Regions from separate parts of the Gasterosteus aculeatus genome. Here region 1 is linked to region 2. The links are chromatin contacts, called in public Hi-C maps. All regions are on one chromosome and are shown on one strand. The core of a region is the stretch at or near the end of the contact, and the rest is flanking DNA. Distances in the headings are between cores, read along the strand shown. Region 1 overlaps tyw1 (tRNA-yW synthesizing protein 1 homolog (S. cerevisiae)). Region 2 overlaps caln1 (calneuron 1).

Region 1 (7,082 bases), core at 796-3,295, 89 kb before region 2:
CCCAAACCTTTGTGTCAAGGCCTACTTTGATGACATAGGGGTGTGCGGTCTTGGCCGTGGACTCGGGGGCGGATACAATCTCTCTGCGGGACTTACTGGTTGTGGACTGGATGCAGATTGCAGCCAATCACCTTCTCAACAGAGTGAATGGTGTTCTTTAGTCTACCCTGGTCCTTGGCAGTGGCTGCAGTGTACCAGATGGCGATGGCGGGGTAGAAGTACATGATCATTGTTTTTGGCAGGTTGAACTTCTTTAGCCTAGTGAAGTAATATTTCCGTGTAAATGCCTCATACTGCAATGATGTAACTGTGACATGAAGACTTGATCCTGACTCAGATACCCAAAGGGCGATGTCCCGTTTGTTCACGTATTGTGTCATTCAGTGGTTATGTGGCACATGAAGTTACACAAGGACGGGATAATCTCAACCCTTGATCTTCAGTCAAATCCTACATCAAACACTTTGGTGGAGCTCCTTTCGACTTGAAAGTGGTGAGCATCAAATCATGTGGCAAGCAAGATGCAACATATTCTGACGGGTTGTTTAAAGACGCTGTTTCTACTGTCACAGTTAAAAAGGATCACTGTACTGAGCCGTGTTCTCTTGTGATCTCTTTTTTCCATCAGCGCTCTCTGTCGCTGCTGATTGTAACGTTTCACGACTACCACTGTATTCATTTTTTCCCCTACAGGTGAGGTAAGGCTGGTTCACCGGGGATTCCTCAATGTTTTTGTTATGCGTGACAAAGGTGGATAGGAACTACGGTTCTTGTCAGTCAAGACGAGACACTACAGTCATTTTGCTTCGTTATCATATTTTTTTCCGGACTGGTGGAAAGAAAGCATCCGAAATACACATTTAACTGTTTATTTAACCGCTTTGTCTATTTGGTCCTGTTGATTTCCCCCAGGTTCGCTGAAAGTTTGCATATAAGCACAAGATAATGCCTCATTTGCATATTTAAACAACATATCTCCTATTTTTTAGTTTGCTGAAACACATTCTTTTGTTCTTCAGGTTCACAGTTTATTCAGTTATGATTATTCGTGCCGGTTGCGATGCCGTCACGGGAATATAACGAGTTTTGTGTCTCCACAGAGCAAAGCGGGTCAAGGAGACCAGAGCCAGATGGTGAAGCTGTCTAAAGTGAACGGAGTGAAGACGATTGAAGATGAGGGGGAAAGAAGAGAGATGATCACCCCTGCCCTGAGAGAAGCTCTGACCAAACAAGGTGAGGAAAATAGAGGTTTGCATTTTTTATTGTGTTGTTCTTTAAGTAGAGTTTCCAGGAAATGCAAATAATGAGTTGTATGTGAGTGTGACTATTTGACAGCAGTGAATAACCTTTTGGCCATTTACAAAAGAACATCCGCTGAGGTCACCAGATACGGTGTAATATATTTATATTATCTAGCTGCACTCCACAGTAAAAAGGTAGCAAAGTTGTAATTCATTTCAAAACACGAGTTAGGAGTCATGCCAGTTTTTCAGATGTTACGATTAAATCTTACACAAATATCCAGGAGGGAAGTTCATGTAGATACATTTTTGCAGAGAATATTTACTGCTTATGAGAGCGGTTGGACAGCCAAGGCTGAGAATTATTTTCTTGCTAATACGCTGGTGGGAGAAAGCGATCTGACGTTGTGTGGTGGTCCGTACTTTAGTCACCTCTTACTGGAATGGAGTGTTATGGATCAGGCCCAAAACAATTAGTTTTGCTTGTTTCATGGAGGCATTAACTCACAGAACTCTGGTTACACACGCACACTGATAACCAAACCTACAGGCAATATCACTCAACCCATTCTGTTTATAGTAGAAGTTAGATTGGATTGAGATTATGTGGTGGAAATAATGTAAAAACCTTTAAAACACAGTCACCTGTTTGAAAAGTTTAGGTGTATTGTAGTCATCTGAAGTGTTGAGTGTGGCTCAGCATTCATGACATTGCACCTTTTGTGTCTTAGTAAGTGAAGCCACATGAAGTGTGTCCACGTGTTTTCTGTGCAGGCGTTCGAGTCTCATTAGTTCAGTCTGAAGCGTTTCACTATCTCTACTCTGGTCACCAGTTCAGCCCCACGGCCGGCTCGCCTTACTCTCTATAAATAGAACTCTGTGAGCGAGACCTCTCTCCATCGGACCAAATGTTGCTTCATGTTGGCAACCAGCGGGCCTCGGTTCGACGGTTTGTCTCATGTGCAATAAAAGAATGAGTGATGAAAGCGTTGGCTTTTGTTTTTGTGATATTGGGCTGTTTTTCCCGTATGGCTTTTTCTTTCCTGGTCAGAGATAATGGCAACAAACAAAATGTTTGTCAGTTTTAAACTATTTTCCGCCACTGGCTAATAAATGGAACTGACTCCTCGGTTAACAGAAATGTGCATTGTCCCAGTCATTCTAATGTAATGAACACCATGCAGTCCATCCTGGCAAAGGGGTCACCTGCATACACTGACCGGTCTACTCTTTGGCTGGTTCGGTTTAATGATTTAAAGACATGTGATCTCCTCGTTTTGATCACTTTTTTTTGGAGGAGTGGGGGAAACTAGTCCCTGTGAGACAAAACGAAGCTGCAGACCTCTCCAAACAAATTAGATGTCCCCCTCTTTGATGAAACGCAGTCCCTCCCTGCTCGTTCTGTTTCCCTCGGGCAGCTCGGAGTGGAGGACAGAGCATCAAAGTCTGAATTGTTTACTGAGTTGCCAAAAAACGGGTCGCTGTGTACTGCGTATTGTTCAAAAGCAATGGAACGCCGGCGGGTAAGGACTCGCTTCTATTCCGCAGCTGTTTCGAGCAGCAGCTTACCTTGTCTAAGTGGCGAATTGAGGTCCTCTGGAAAGAGGGTCGCGAGCAGCTGGTCACTAATGCAGTCGATGGAAGCTGATGAGTAACAAACGGCCTTTCAATCCGTTTCAGCGGGATTATCTTTGCCGCTGTCCATCCGCCACGTCCCAGGAACACATTGGAATATCTTTAAATATGACAAAAAAACAAACACCTGCACTCAAAAGATGAACTAATCTGAATGTAGTGGCTTTCTTTTTTTTGGATGCCGTTTTAACCCTTCTGTGGTGTTCTGGGGCTTTTTCATTGTTTTGTTCCTCATCCTTCACCCTTTCATGTGTGTTGACGCCGGCTTGGTTCCCTCATTCTTGTCCGTTGACCCGATCACGCTGCCCCCGGTTCTGTCTCCCAGCGCGTGCGCGCACACACACACACACACACACACGAGCGCTTTGTCCCACTGGTAGTGCCCCTGCACTACCTCTTTGTGGGCCTTTCGTGTGGCACTCTTCTGTCTCCAGAGATCTACAACCTTGCATGCTCGGAGTCTAATTATGTCTGGCTTTACTGTCTTCTATGGAAAACAGAAACTCCTTTTTCCACACCGGCTGTTACGGTGCCTCCTGGTGAACCTGATCCCCTCCAGCCCCCCCCCACCTCCTTTTTTCTTAAATATTGATATCTTGCCAAAAGTTTTCAGCAGACGTCGTATTCTCAGCGACAACATTGAAAGGGGAGATGGTACGTTATTTATCTTCGTCTTTCATCCCCCTCACCTTGGCCCAAGCCTCTCCCGTTGCCTCATCGACGGGCGCATTGGAAATCAATTTTCCCCCAAACAAACACACAGGAGAGACGATGCTTAACGAAGCCGCCTGCGGTCCAGTTCCACACCTTGGTTTCCACAGCCGTGTTCGCTCAGGAGTTTGTATTTTTCAACGTGTCTTGCAGCCGCTGCGAGCAGGCTTAGTCGGGGAGATGTACAATTTGCCGCGGGTCACCAACGTTTTTCGACCCAAAGAGGAAATGCACCACAAACCGAAAAAGAGTTTGTGTGTGAGGTAGTTCTAATTCCCAAAATAACACCAGCGATGAAAGGTAGAATTGCTCATTCAGCTGGTGTATCACAAATGAATATTTTCACCACTCGGCCTTGATGAATAATTGAGTATTTCACTCATCTATCATCAAACCGCCACACGAATATCCTTTTGATTAGGTGGATCAGCCACAGGGATGTAACGGTAAAAGGTGTGAAAATAAGCCGCGCTCCCACCTGAGTCAACTCTGTTCCTTTGCTGCTTGACTTGACTGGAACCGTTTGGGTCTTTCATGCTCTGCTTGATTCCCCTGGACGCCGTCCCCTCAGCATGCTCCCATATTTAATAAGCAGATTAAGCGTTCCAGGTGAAGCTTTTCTCTTTGATAAACATCACAGAGGAGGCCGTGTGGAAGAAACCGGAGCCGAGACACCGCGCGTGGCCAGGCACACCTGGGGGGGTACTTTAAAAGGACACGCCATGCTGTCCTCCCTGCTGCTGACGTGCCCTTGAGCTGCATCACGAGTTCATGTTAAAATGTGAAATGTGTTAATTGTCGGCTGAATCTTTGGCCCACGAGGCTCTGGGTCGGCGAGGTGTTCACTGGTCCTTCTTTCTTCCATCTCTCCCACAGGGTACAAACTCATCGGCAGTCACTCCGGAGTGAAGCTGTGCCGATGGACCAAGGTAACGGGACGCTGACTCCACACGCCGAGCGGTTTGCTGCGTTTTTTAATTTTTTCAACCAAATGCATGAAAGCCACCAACGGTTTTGTTTCCTGTCCATCAGTCCATGCTGCGAGGGAGAGGCGGCTGTTACAAGCACACGTTCTACGGCATCGAGTCCCACCGCTGCATGGAGACCACCCCCAGCCTCGCCTGTGCCAACAAGTGTGTCTTCTGCTGGAGGTAAGCGCCTGCAGCAGTAACTCCTTTTGCAATATTATTTCAGCCAAGCACCCGCTGATCAACGGATGGAATCAGCGGGTGCTTGGAAAATGGATGTGGAAATATACAAACAAGATATTCTCATTAAATCTGTGCTCATTTATACAATAGAATCTGAACACAACAAAACTGTTGTTCAACATTATGTTGACATATTTATAAGTATAAGCAGAGGGACATTTCGGATACCTCTTGACATCGCTTTTTGTCAATTTTCCAAGCGGTACTTGTACGGGGTACAAGTATTCTGACTCAAATCAAACTATTAGTCAGAGGTCAGATGCATCTGTTGCACAAAGCTGACTGATTCATGACTATAAAGTGAGACTAATTTGCTACGAACGCTGCGTGAATTAAGACGGCCGATAAACTGCATTAGATCGTTCGCCTTCAGGGTTCAATAGCGTTACACTATAATGGCAACTTGTTTACATCGTTATTCAAGATGAATCGCACGTCGAGCAACGAGCCCTTACCTGGCGAGCCGGTTGACGCTGATGACCAGCGGCTGGCAGAACCGCGAGGCCAATAAGTGGACACTGATACATCGTGACAGCGGCGAGCGGCGGAGGCTTTTCCCCTCCCCCCAGGTCCCTGTGAAACATTGTGCATCGAAAAGGTTGCCGCGGTTACGCCAGTCTCCTATTAAGACGGCTTTGCGACATGACAGTAAAGTAATCAAAGTTCAGAGCACAGCCGTCATCTCGCCAGACTACTCTGTAGTACTTTGTACTGTAGCAACGGCTGTCCAGTATCCGTGTGGTTTTTGGTGTGTGCGCGTGTGCGCGCAACAGACGGTTTGAAATTTGTGACGCCCTCAGGATTTCTTGTTGCACCTCTACATCCCACTTACAGTCGGGAAGGTGTCAATCACACCCATTGGCGGTGCCGTTTGCTTTTACAGTACAGCGTTTTTCTTTTTTTTCTTTTTAATACGGGGCGAAATTAAAGATAATTATTGGCGTTGTTAGAAAGGTGCTCATTGCCATACATTCTTCTGCATCAGAGGCATATAGTATATGTCTGTCAGTTGATTCTGCCTTGAGTATTTTTTGTTGACATCATGACATCATCATCATTACGCGTTACAGATTAACCAATATTATATATCAATATTACAAATACTGGAAGAAATGAATGACATTGAATCTCCGACTCAGCGTTCACATTCCATTCCAGCTGTTGTTAAACTCCTCGCTCTATTACATTTTCTGGCATCAGGAGCCTCTCAAACGGTCATCATCAGCAGTGAGAACATCAGTCTGCACTCACAGCACTTAACACTTTGCTGCAGCGCACTAGTCAATACATACATTTCCCCACCCAAACATTTACCAAATAACACATCAACTTCGGTGTCACTTGGTTTTTGACTTTGGCAGAGGTCCAATCAAGTGCGCGTTTAAATGGCCACAATGTGCGTTATAGCGGGCGGAGAGCGGCGCTGATTACCCGATGAGCCGAAGGTTCCATTAATCCTTTAGGAGCAGGAAGCTTTTATTATGACAAATATACAGTAAATAGAATATGTCCATCTGCTGTTTTTTTATAGCCCGTTTTGACGACTAAATGCATTCGATGCTCGACGGATCAGACTGGTGGATCGTGTCAGTTGTGGACGCACACACGGAGACAACTGTCTTTTCAAAAGACGGGTGGCGACATCGAACGGGTGGCGAAGTAGCGTCGGTTATCTCATCTGTTTTGCCTTCTCTGCACCACCCACCAACAGACATCACACCAACCCTGTGGGCACCGAGTGGCGCTGGAAGATGGACCCCGCTGAGAAGATCCTGCAAGATGCCACGGAGAAGCACCAGAGCATGATTCGACAGTTCAGAGGTTTGTCGTTGTGGAAGCGTCCTCTCCTCAGGCCGTCTGTTTGTCCCTCATTCACTTGTTCTGTCGGGCTCAGTTAATACTTGCGTGAAATTGCACTGATGGCCTTTGGGGCTGCTGTGAGTTTTGGCTCAGGAAAGCTAAGTTGGACGCCCAAAGCTCAGTCAGAACAGAGTTTACTGATCGCCCTCTGAGTGATTCCTAAGTAGGTTTTCTAATCGTTATTTTGGAAACGTTGTCAAAACATGGTGGTGAAAGAGTGATATAAAGGTTTTTAATAAGGTTGTTGCTCAGCTACCGTTCATGGTTCTTTTATAGATGAATCCATTGATTTGTTTTCAGTACATCATTTAAAGGTGGTGTATACGTGATTGGGAGCCACTTGATTGCCTCTCAGCATAACAACAGTACCAGCAGAGCCAACGGGGCAAACTGTGGCGACTAAGAATTTGACACACACAAAGGA
Region 2 (6,346 bases), core at 2,076-4,575:
ATAACCTTCCCAGTTCCCAAAGGTCCTGAAGACGGCATAGTTAAGCAGGGCCCCTTTATTATTATTATAATAACTCCTTTATTATGCATTCCTTTAGTTTGTTCTCTTGTTCTCGACTGGTGTCAATGTCGATGGGCACGGATTGAGCCGACGCTTCATCAGGGTCGTATAAACTGGTGTGGAGTGATGACGTGCTGTTTCTATTGGTTTATGACAATGCAGAAGAACCACAGCAGGGTCACACGAAGCAATCTCATCCCAGCCAGAGTCCCAGAGCACTACCTGCTGCACAAAGGAACACCGAAAGGTGTTCAGCCGTGGAGAAATCAATACATTTTGTCATAGTGAGATTCCTGCTGAGCGCCGTTCATCATTCTACTCTGGTTATTATTGCTTATTGCTGTGTGAGGCCCTTGATTCCCCTCTGGCTTCAACTCACCCTGGAATCAATATGTTGCGGTGCTGAAAAACAGCAGAATACGAGATCCAACCGCTCATCCAAAGAGGTTCATCATGCACTGATAAATTACTTAATGAATTTAAGCAAAAGTGTAGAGAAACATGCCAGAGCGGCAGCTGTCTGGGGAGCACCTGGCAGCTGGACGCAAGTGTGGAAATCAACTTTGATCCATAAATGTCACAGCTGTCATGCAGGTGCACAGAATGAAGAGTACGCCAAATGTTCGTTTTTTGCACGGTGTTGATGTGCACCTCCATCTCTTTTTCATTTACAAACAAAATTCGCTGCTGCTGTTCTGAGTGCATTAAAACCTTCCCGAACACACGAGGTGATTCATTTAACGTTGGGAAGTTCCCATTTCCCATTATTTAGTAACTGTTAATGGACTAAAAAAGGCTGTGCGGTTGAAAAAGTCCAATTTTCCAACAGACCGTCATCTTTAAAAAGGCAAAGCCAGATTGAGGCGGTTCAGGCCTCAGTAGGAGAAGTAAAATTGCAAGAAAGGTCTGATGACATCATTGTACGTAGTAATTACCTATGTCCATTAGTTTGTTGCAAGCATGATTGGTATTTTCGGAGCAATGGGTCTTGGAAACCACAGGGATTTGTTTTCCGTAATAAAGTGCTGCTGGTAAATTAGGAATTAGAAAAAGTATTTAGAATGTGGCAGTTAAAAACCATTAACTGGATGGTTGGGAACTAGATTCTTTGTTTCTGACGTTACTAAAACTAAACTGAATATCCCTTAAACCGAGGACCCTAAAATTTGGTAATTATTTCTGAAGATCCTAGTTCCCAAACCTCAGTATCCAACCTGACCAGCTCCTCTTCTAAGCGTCCAGAGGAAAGACATTAAACTTTCATCGCACCTTTTTTTAATCAATCTCGATACCAACACATTTTTCACCTAAAGGTCATCTGATTTTGAAGCTCAAGTGCGTGTATTTGTGTGCAACTGAGCGAAGTACTGCGTTTTGATTCTCGTGTGTTTTTACCAGCACGGGGCTGGCAAAAGGGGGGAGTTAGGGCAAGAGTCGATACTCATTCACCACACGTAGTTTTTGTGCCTGTTAGCTTCATAGGTGTAGTGGGTGCTGTGCTCTTTGTGTTTTTTGGTAAGAGCCTACCGTTTGTTTAAATATATATTCGGGCATAGTCCTCCTTTTGGGGATCTCTTTTATTTAACTTTGTCTTTTTCCCAGCACCCTCATCCACCCTCCTTTTGTTTGTTGTTACCTGCCTATCTACCTCTGGTTCCCAATAAACAGTACCTTTTACAACCGACCAGGTTCTGCTCATATGTTTACGGTCCCCTCACCCCTGGACCACCCGGGGGTCGTAACATATATGGCAGCCGTACGTCAGCGGCTTGGAAACCAGTGTGCAGTTCATTACCTTCATGTCCACAGTGGTCCACTGTCCTCTGTGGACATTTGGCAGGGCCTTAGTTATTTTGGCGGCCGAGGAGGTGTTTTATGAGGCTGGACTGAGAACGGATGTCTGGACCACAACCCTCCTCCCATCTCCACAGCCCGGCTACAGCAGCTGAACGCATGCACTTTCCATTGACACCCTGACTTATGTAACTATTATGGAGTCCAAACCTCTCCAGAAGAAAGGCTCAGCGTACTTTTTCCTTCGCCCCGGCCCGTGGTGCAAAGCCGAGAGAGCGTCAGACGGTCAAGTAAGGAGTTCCGGAAGCCTCTGTCTCACCTCTGGTACAGTTTTTGTATCTCGTGCGAGTGTTTTTATTATTTCACAGCCTTGTGTGATTGGCTGCATAACCAAACGTCTCTGCCTCCGTGCGGCTACACCCAGCTATTTTATTACCTTCCTCACTGGCTCCATCTGGTGGCTGAACCTGGAACTCCGTCACTCACCTAATCAATATCACACAAAGCACTGAATGATTCCACCTTTGACCTAAAGCTTCTTCAACCAAACATAATATGGCCCACATGATATAATCATTACCATCTAATACATTCTAATTATAACATCCTCATATTATAATATCTTCAATTCAATATTCGACTCATTTTATATATGTCCAAAATCAGTTTCCCATTTGTACGCATTCAACATCCAATGTTCCCAGACCTGACACGGGAAAAAAAAAACCTAAAAAACTTCTATGGAGATAAAATAATGACGAAATTAGTTAGAAAAGGAATATAAAGAAATCGTCTCCCAGGCTCAACATTGCAGCGCGCGCTCTCTGTCTGCACGCTTTCAACAGGGGGCAGAGAGTGGGCGCCCCCCCGGGTAAACACTGCACTCAAAGGCACTACACAGCATTGATGCCAGCCAGCTAGATACCTAAAAGACCAGTGGAGCCGCACTTCTACAGACTACCGCTCATAAAAAAGGGCACGTTAAAAGCTAATTTTGTCATTGTGTCACTGCTCCACATGCATCAATAAAAGTTGTTTTTTTCTTTGACTGAGATTCACAGATGCACAGTAAATTCCAGCTGTGAACATATGAACATATGCTGCACTATGCATGATGCATTATGCTGGTTAAAGACAAATGCTTATTTGGGGTCCCCCCTTAATTCCAATCATGGGTCTCGCTCCAAATGTGTGCAATGCTACATTTTCCATAAGGCAGCTTGAATTTATTAAATCCTACCTGCTTCTGATGTCCATGAATGCACGTTAATAAGGTTCAGATGTCGTCCATACTGACCACAGAAATGCTTTGTCTCCTTTGTTTGGCTGTTTGTAATAATTCAACTCAATTATCCATGAATCCTCAAACGCCTGTTTCCAGTGTGTACGGATGCATTATACCACTGCTTTCACAGGGCTGAGTGGGCCCTTCCCATTCTGCACCGCGCCGGCGCTTCCAGCCCAGACGGCTTCGCGCTGTGAAAGCCGTCTGGGCCTGTGAGCTGTGACGCTCACCTCGGTGTCCCTCTGCGCCGATCACTTCCCCGGTAACCCGCTGCTCATTCAGCTGCTATCTAGAGCAGAGTTGTTGGTTCTGCCCGGCAACCATCTCGGGAGCTCGAAACCCGACTGCATTTCCTTGGGCCGCAGACTCTGTGGAGAATGTTGTACTTTGCCGTTTGGCACGAGGCTCAAGCAGAGAGTAACTTGAGTTGATGGATGTCTGCTGTGCAAAGGTTTGGCAGCTTGTTGTCTAGACAGAGAGGTCTAAATCACTAAAGACTATGTTGTTCACTGCTGCGTTACACATTCTCCACCATTAATAAATCTACAGACTTCATGAAGGAGTGAACACTGTCACGCCTAATGTGCTTGGTGGCATTTTTTCCTCTGAGTGCAGGTGATAATAACGCATTCAGAATGAAGTCAGCGGCGGAGATGTCTGCATCTTTTAAACTGGCGCCTTACGTTTGTCCCCTCGTTTCTCTTCCAGTTCACCCTTCCAAGAAGAACCGTCAGACGTGCGTGAGGAAAAGCCTCATCTGCGCCTTTGCCATGGCGTTCATCATCAGCGTCATGCTCATCGCGGCCAATCAGATGCTGAGGAACGGCATGGAGTAGCAGCGCCCACTGGGAGCGTGGGTGCTGGGGGTGCTGGGAGGGGTGGGGGGGGGGGTGAGCCAGCCTGCATGTGCATGCCAGTGGGTGAGGCCTATTCCCCGTTCGATAGGCAAAGAACTACAAGGAATTACAATTAAAGAAAGCGAGACAAAATAAACTAGAAAGATTATTTTGACTTTCTTCCAAACGAGAGGCACCTCTCCACCCGACGTGCTACAAAACCATGAAGCCAGCGCGAGGAGTCACGCAGGACCCCCCCCCCCTCCCCTCCCCCCTCCACACCCTTTACCCTGACAGGGACACTCAAGGGCTGACATTACACATAATAACGCTGTCTGTTTCCCTGATGCAATACAAAAAAAAAAATTACACACAAAAAAAAAGAAATCTGATTGAGTGCAGGAGTTCAGAGCTGCCCACCTTCCCCGCAGGCGAGACATGGCTGTGAATCTGTCACCCACCAAGAGTCTGATGAAGGCTGCAGGGGCCCTGAAAGGAAACAACTGCCCCTTATTATAGTTCCTGGGAGCATGATGACAGACCTCGCCACCACTCAAGCGGAAGGATCCGTACACGCCGTCGGGCCACAGCTCCTGCGGCGCTCGTGGTGCCACCGTGCTTCAGCTCTCAGACTTTCTATTTTCCACGCCGGCGTCTGTGGGCTTGAATAAGGTGCCGCGGCTCGTCGGCTCCACACACCGGGCGGTGGAGCCGACACAAAGGTGAAGCAGTAACCGCGGGCTTGCGTTTCGGGCCTTGGAACATTCGAGAAAGAACACCGGAGCTCTGGTAGTCTGAACGCTGTTTGGGTGACAACAATTGTTTGCGTGATATTAAAAAAGACAAAATAAAATCCATCCTCCCAAAATAAAATCCATGCTCCCATCGAACTGTAGATGTAGTGTGGTCTGTGGAGTTCAGCCCACCACAGGTTTTATTGCCAGGGGATTGGATTTAGCTCATTGTCAGTCCGCATTGTGTACTTCTTATTGATTTCCTGCTTTTCCACGAATGCCTTTTGATTGTACTGGAGGACAAAGGGAGGAGGGAAGTGAGACGAAGTTCATCAACCCACAGCTGAACCTTTTACTCTCAATGTAAATGTGTCTAGCAGCTTCTTTTGATCCCGTCAGTAAATTACGTTTTTAAGCTTTAATTGATCTCTTTGAAAGATTTTTTGTGTGTGGAAATGAATAAGACACATCACACAAGAGGGTGGATTTTCTTTTGTCTTTAAATCACAATTAGTTAATTGAATTAGAACTTAGTTCTGTAAAAAGTTGAATCGCCTTAAGCTTTTTCAAGTAAATTTACCCCAATAAATGTTTCCCATACTAGTTTCCCGTCGTGGGATTATAGGTTTGTAGACTACAGATGAGGAATTTTGAAACATGACAATTCTGTGAAAACTGAGCGGGATTGAAGCACTTTCCCACGGCCCTGAAGGGCATCAAGCCACCGCTCGAGCTCTGAACTCCTGCACTGACTCGTCTCAACATGTGGTCGCCCCTGTCGTCAAACGCATGCGATCAAGTCCGTCTTTAGTTAGTGAGTCATAGTGTCTGCCCGAGGTGTACAGTATGTCTGCGTGGAAGGAGATCGGCACATCACAAACACGTCGAAGCTCTTGTGCCGAAGCCATAGAACCACCACGTGAACCGGAAAAGACACAACGCGGTCTCACGTGGCTACTGGATGGACACACACAAGATCAATTTAGAAGAAAAACGTTGTATAGTATTCTATTACTCTTGTCTTTTTATTTTGTTTTGTTATTTTATGCACTGTGCCCATCATCCATTGCAGTGAAATGTAAAGGAGGGCCGTCGGTTTGTGTAGGAGTGCCATCTAGAGGTGAAGAGGGTCGCTGTTTTCCCCCTGCAGCTTGAGTGTGTGTGCGTGTGTGTCTCCACTACGGGAAGGTTATGACAGTGTTTGATCTTGCATATGAGGATTCTATGTATGAGTTTCAAAAGTCCTTTTGAATCTGTAAAGGGTTTCGGTTCACTGATGAATAGCTAAAGAAAAAACATGTAGATCACACTGGTTCTGTTTTGAATGTTTCTTTTAATCTGTGAAGGTTATACTCATTTTGTAGTGCTTCTGTCATCTTACAGTAGTGTCAGAATTCACAGCTAGTCGCTGCTTGCATGTAGTGGTTATCTGGAAAAGTGTTTTATTGTCAATTTGTTCTTTGAGTTGCAGTAACTGTGGTTACAGTTCTGCTGAAATCAAACTGTCCCTCCCGCATGTAAAGAGTTTTCTTTCACGGCGCCTCTTCAGTAGCGTGATGATTGGATTGATATGTACATAGCTAATAAAATAGCAAATGTATTTGACAAGCACACACTATACATACTTTGCATGTAGA

Evidence for each region. Hi-C and Micro-C count contacts between places; a contact is called where the count stands out from the background.
Region 1: a Hi-C map of skeletal muscle shows a contact between it and region 2, with 4 times the contacts expected there. The contact joins two enhancer-like sites. A contact is called at or near these places in 3 of 6 Hi-C or Micro-C datasets (skeletal muscle and whole body).

The regions. Positions count from the first base shown.
Region 1 is chr1:17,493,889-17,500,970 of fGasAcu3.hap1.1, reverse strand. tyw1 (tRNA-yW synthesizing protein 1 homolog (S. cerevisiae)) reads left to right here. Exons shown (of 17, transcript XM_040170933.2): 9 at 1,101-1,233; 10 at 4,464-4,516; 11 at 4,620-4,738; 12 at 6,510-6,619. Among protein-coding and RNA genes, the nearest start is that of tyw1, 13 kb to the left of the region's middle. Within about 2 kb of position 2,045, at least 1 of the 9 cell types and tissues checked has open chromatin away from gene starts, as enhancers often do.
Region 2 is chr1:17,407,225-17,413,570 of fGasAcu3.hap1.1, reverse strand. It overlaps caln1 (calneuron 1), which reads left to right. Exons shown (of 6, transcript XM_040186145.2): 6 at 3,848-6,346. The coding sequence ends at 3,975. Among protein-coding and RNA genes, the nearest start is that of galnt17, 18 kb to the right of the region's middle. Within about 2 kb of position 3,325, at least 1 of the 9 cell types and tissues checked has open chromatin away from gene starts, as enhancers often do.